Regions from separate parts of the Mus musculus genome. Here region 1 is linked to region 2. The links are chromatin contacts, called in public Micro-C maps. All regions are on one chromosome and are shown on one strand. The core of a region is the stretch at or near the end of the contact, and the rest is flanking DNA. Distances in the headings are between cores, read along the strand shown. Region 1 holds the start of 1700019D03Rik (RIKEN cDNA 1700019D03 gene). Region 2 holds the start of Mfsd6 (major facilitator superfamily domain containing 6).

What was found. A called contact is a pair of places that touch in the nucleus more often than the background predicts.
Region 1: a Micro-C map of embryonic stem cells shows a contact between it and region 2, with 5 times the contacts expected there. The contact joins the promoter of 1700019D03Rik here to the promoter of Mfsd6 in region 2. A contact is called at or near these places in 12 of 39 promoter capture datasets (the 3T3-L1 cell line, the C10 cell line, the HPC-7 cell line and 8 more), 2 of 484 Hi-C or Micro-C datasets (both in embryonic stem cells), 7 of 115 datasets of contacts at active chromatin or transcription factors (effector CD8 T cells and embryonic stem cells) and 1 of 9 other capture datasets (adipose tissue).

The regions. Positions count from the first base shown.
Region 1 is chr1:52,951,504-52,954,203 of GRCm38.p6, reverse strand. 1700019D03Rik (RIKEN cDNA 1700019D03 gene) reads left to right here and starts at 1,364. Exons shown (of 2, transcript NM_144953.3): 1 at 1,364-1,589.
Region 2 is chr1:52,726,003-52,728,702 of GRCm38.p6, reverse strand. Mfsd6 (major facilitator superfamily domain containing 6) reads left to right here and starts at 1,385. Exons shown (of 6, transcript NM_178081.4): 1 at 1,385-1,680.

The DNA of each region.
Region 1 (2,700 bases), core at 115-2,614, 230 kb before region 2:
GAAAAAATTGATATGTTTGAGGCACAATATTTTCAGGTCAAAGTTACCTTAGCTGATTTGCACAGAACTAAACTAAAATGCTGGATTCACTTAAAGCTGAGCTAGGTCTGGAGGGACTTCTTAGATCCTTTGCTCTCTGAGTTAATTTTTTACTGAAATGGACCTCCAAAAGGCCCTGTTTATGTTAGCCTATAGGCTTCAGGCTTTTCTTTAGGAGTGGGGAGAGAGGAAAGTGCTGAAGTGTGTGTGTGTGTGTGTGTGTGTGTGTGTGTGCCCTTGGGTAGCATCTTCAACTGCTCTGGACCTAATTTACTTGAGTCAGGGTCCTTCATGAAACCTGAAGGTTGCCCCTTTGGCTGTGGGTTCTCAGGAATCCACTCATCTCTGCATCCCCGCCCCCCCCTCCCCCCAATCCTAAGGCTGGGCTCAGCCTAAGCATCTGCATCTGTAAAGCAAGGAACTGAGAGAGTTCTGCTGAGGTCCCTTGGGGCATGAATTTTGCATTGACAATCCATTGTAGGACAGGATGGAATAATGGTTCTTTTGTCATTCTCTTGGGGCGGTTACTGACGATGGGAATCACACAGACAGATGCAGGCATCTCATGGAATGAGGTCTAACTGAATAATGGCTATGTTTTGAGGCGCTTGTTTCCTTAAAGGGTAAGAATATGATCTTTCTTGATGTTTTGTTTTGAGAAACAAGCGTTTCGATATTTGGGTACTCGGGGATAGAAAAGTGCAATACTGGACGCATTTTTAAATTTAGAAGTGCTTGGTGCACTTCCGAGTGCACTGGGGCAAAGTACTTAGGTCTGGTGGTGTCTTAGGGTAGAGCTGCGAGGCGTGGCGTTGGGATCAAAACAGGTTTGACTGCTAAACTGGCACTGGAGCAGCGCAGCCTTCAGGGGAGGGCCCCGGGGCAGGTGACAGGAGATCACCTGCGGGGCTGGCGCCACGCTGCAGCACCGGACGAGCCGCGCCTGCTCCCACGTGGACAGAGATCAGGTGATGTCTCAGTCCAGGTGGCTCTGGGGATGTGGGGCAGGAGAGGGAGATACAAGCTCACTTAGCTTTCATACTTGGTGGTCTGGATCTTGCTGGGGAGGTGGAGCCGTGTGTGAATAGGTTGCCGGGTGGGAGTGCGAGCTGTGGCCCAGCACTTCGGATCCCTTTGGTTGTGCTTGGAACCCAATGCTGTTGGGCAGGGGTAGCCCCTGGCGGTGCCAACACTGAGGGTTGTGCTCCGTAGCCGCGGGTCCCTTGGCTCCACTTTCAGGGAGCGAGCCGCGAACTCGTGAGCAGTTCTGGGAGGAGGGGGGTGGATTAGGAGGGGTGCAGGGGGAGGAGCCGGGACCACTGCCGAAGGACGTCCGCCCTACTCCAGGGGAGACGTTGTCTCTGCTGCCCGGCCATGCCGCACCTTTTCAGGCTTCGGCTCCCTTCCTGAGGCCCCGCCCTGGGGGGCAGCACCCACCCTGGGAGCCCGGGCTGCGGCCAGGGGCATGAGAACAGCCAAGCGCCCGCGCCTCCTCGGCCGAGGCCGCGCAGACTTGCGATGGCGGTGCAGCTGGCCCGCTGCAGTGTAGGGTAAGTGAACATCTGGAAGGTGGGTGTCCTGCTCCGATGCTGTGACCTTTTGACTTTCCAACCCAGGAAAGCCGGAGTTGCAGTAGTTAATTTTATCTAACATTTCACAGCCAGCTGTCCTGGACACAACCTCACATCCTAGGTTCCTTAATTGAGCCTTTAGCTCCATCTTCTGATCTTGTTCCGAGCCCACAAACTAAAGTATTTCATTGCTCATTGCAAGATGCAGGTTCATCCTCCTCCCCACCTGAAGAATGAATGGAGGTTTTCCGGTAAGGACACTACATGCACAAGTCAAGCTGTCAGGCTTGTGCTGAGTGGCACATGATTAGCAGAGTGTCTGTACTCTTGGAAGCTGTGGGAGGCTGAATCCTGAGGGGAAATGATGCAAATGAAAGAGAAATGAAAGAATAGACAGTGGGAGCCCAGCTACCAGAGAAAGCTCCAGACGCAGTCCAGTCGTTTCTCTTCTATTGCTGTTTTGACCCCTCCCCCATCTTTTACTGAAGGTAACAAAACAACATAAACTAGTGGGTAAACTGTCCACCTCTTTTTAAAGATCCGTCACTGCCCGTATATATGAGATGGAGATTTTTGGCAAAATTTCAGGGGGATAATATAGCTAAGCACGAGTCAAGAAAATCCGTTTTTCCTTTGAAAGGGGTTTTATTTCCTGACACAGCTATCTTGTATGTATGGATGGGAAATGGTATTAAGTATAGCAGAAAGGTTCTGGGAAAAATAGTAACTTCATATTTACTCTTTTCTTTCTTTTTTTCTTTTTGCTGTGTAAGAAAAATAACTGTAGGTACATTATGAGATAATAAGGGTACTTTAAACTGTGGTCTGCCCTCAGGCAATTTCAGTATGCTGTCCACACAGCACTGCTGCCAGAAGCCAGGTTCTGATTGGCCACTTCAGTGTGAGGAACTCAGTGTTTGGAGTTATATCCTGCTCCTGTCAGAAAAGCCGTGTTTACACTGAGCTGACTTCTGCTTGTGTCTCCTCAGTCCTGCCCCAGCCAACAACCTTTCAACTTCCAAGATTACATTCAGGATGTCTACTTCTCTTTGAAAAGAAAGTCTAAAACTTTAAATTTGGAGCTCACTCC
Region 2 (2,700 bases), core at 136-2,635:
AACATTAGCCCCTCTTCCCAGGTCCTTTTTCCTACAAAACCTCTCCTCTCACACTTGATACAGTAGGATCTTCAGGCACTTTGTTCTCTCTCTCTCTCTCTCTCTCTCTCTCTCTCTCTCTCTCTCTCTCTCTCTCTCTGTCTCTCTCTCTCTCATTTCCTTAATGCATGGACAGATCAGGAGAATGCTTGCTTTCTTTTTCACTTCCGTACTGGCTGGACAGATCAGGAGAATGTTGTCTTTCATGATAGCCCAACTGGGAACTTGAAGAGCTTTTCATTTCCACACAATGAGGGATCCAGCTGTCTCCAGGTCACACCAGAGCAGATATGTCATCCTTTGTACAAATCACCTTTATAATTTTCCTCTGAAACGCTAGCAGATACCGTCTTTGTTTAACTTCCACGTCTCAACATTTCAAGTGGTCTGTAATAAGGCGTATTGACTGCAGAAACTGTCCCTGGAAACGGGGGCTGAGCATCCAGCAACTGTATATTTATACTTTTTCATAAAGAAGGGCTTCACAATTTGAAGCGTCAGGGCCTATAAAGTGCTCTTTAGTAATGTCTTATGATGCAGAGCCTGGATTTTCTTCTACTTGTTTGTAATTTTGAACCTAGTTAACTTTCAGTCTCGTTTTGTAGCTGTAACAATAGATTAACATTGCTTACATCTATAGGATTCAATGGTATGTAAACAATGCTTCCCATGTAAGAAACGAATGTTCCTAAATGTTAGCTGTCATTATTGCTGGCTCTGGATTCTCTGCTCCCCATCACAGGCACGCACATACCCTTGTCAAACCAAACCTGTATACAATCTACTTGCTATCTGAATTTAACAAATGATACAGCTTAATTCTTAGAGTAACACCTGTGCTCAGGTCACTTCTTCATTAAGGTGCCATGTTCAGATGCTGTCTGGGTTCCAGAAGCTCCTGGAGCGAGCACTGTCTTTCTCCTAGCTGTTGTCTGCGGGGTCACCCGAGGACAGTTTACCAAGGTTGTGCCTAGAACCAGACAGCATGCATCTCATCAGCAGAGTTAGCTTTGAGGGTGGCACCTATTAAGTTCTGGAAAACTGATGGCTGTCACCACCCCTAGACCAGGTTGTTATTTACTTTGGGCTTCAAGTTCTTTCCAACACCCCATCAGAGATTAGGGAGTAAAACACCGCTCAGCCCGAGCGCAATGGGGTGTGGCGGAACGGGGATGGGGCATCGCCCACCTCTTCACTCTTTAGAATATGTCACGGCAGCCGGGGCTGGATACCGGGTCCCCCGGGCGGCCCCAGAGGGCGGGAGGCCGAGAGGAGGCGGCGGACGCATCCGCCGCCGCAGGAGGCGGAGCGCTGCACCTGGCGCCCGGTTCTCCAGCTCAGCCCTGAAACGGGTCCAGCCGGTCGGGAGCGAAGGCGGCGGCAGCGAGGCCAGGCCTGGGACCAAAGCGGCGAGGAGGAGCGGACAGAGGGGTTGCGCCGGACTGCGCCGGGCCAGCGCCATCGCTCGCCCCACCCGGCTTGCATCCAGCCGTCGCGCCCGCCGCACCCCCGGGAGAGGAGCTAGCCACCCAACCGACATGCGGCGCTCTGGCCTGCCCGCCGCCGCCCCGGCGCCCCGAGCGGCCGCCCCGCACCCCGGGGACAGGGCTCCCCGCGCCTCGCGCAGCTGAGCGCCTCCAGGTGAGTGGGTCGGCGCCGCCCCGGGGCCCCGGATCCTCCTCCGTGCACCTGCTGCGGGGTGGGCGCCGCCCCGGCCCGGGGCCTCCGAGCCTATCCCGCCCTCCCGGGTGCCGCCTGTCATCTCGGGGTGCAGGACAGCGGCGTCCCCCGCGCCCGCAGCACTTCCGCAAACGTAATTGGAGTCGGGAAAACAAAGGCGCTGCCCGGGAGCCCTTGGCCGCCGCCCGCCCGCAGCTGCTGCAGAAGGTGGGGGGCGCGGGTGGGCCCCGCGGGCCCAAGCCTGTCAGAGTCCGGTCCCGGCGTCGCCTTGGAGGTAAACATCCCCGGGAGAGAGGGGGAGGCGAGCTTGTCTTCATGGCCCTTGACAGTGTCCCCCTGTGTAGCAGGAGGAAACTGACATTGTCTGCCTCCCCCGTGGAAACAAATACAGGGGGCGGTACACCTCTTCCCGGGCTGCTACCTCCTTAGGAGAAATGTCCTACGGTGTGCGTGCGCGCTGAGCACTGAGCTTCAACTCAGGCTTGGGTCCCTCGCTTCACAGAGACTACCAGGTAGAGGAAAGATTCAGATGTAGCCCCTCCTCCTCCCTTTGCCCCTCCCCACGTGGTCTTGCCCGTGGATTACCACCCTTAAGTCTGGCACACTGTGCGTTTTGATTCTCCCACACGCCTGCGAAACCACAAACATTCCCTTTCATCAAAAAAAAAAAAAATTAATAAGCATGCCTACACCCACTGGGACATATAATACCTGCCAATCCATCGTAGAAATAACCTTGTGGAGTTGAAGTTTCAACTCCCAACCAGTGTCTAAGTAGTTTTGTGTCCTTTGGTTGTTGTTACATCATCCCAGGCTGCAGTTTTCTCACACAGAGAAAAAAGATGGATACAAGATGATAGTAATCCAGTCAAATCTCCTTTAACCTTGCTGGAGGTTCACGATGTTGTGTGTAGTTGTGTGTGATATTGTGTGTGATATTAGGTGTAGTTGAAAGTAGGCAGCATACAGTTTATGTGCTAC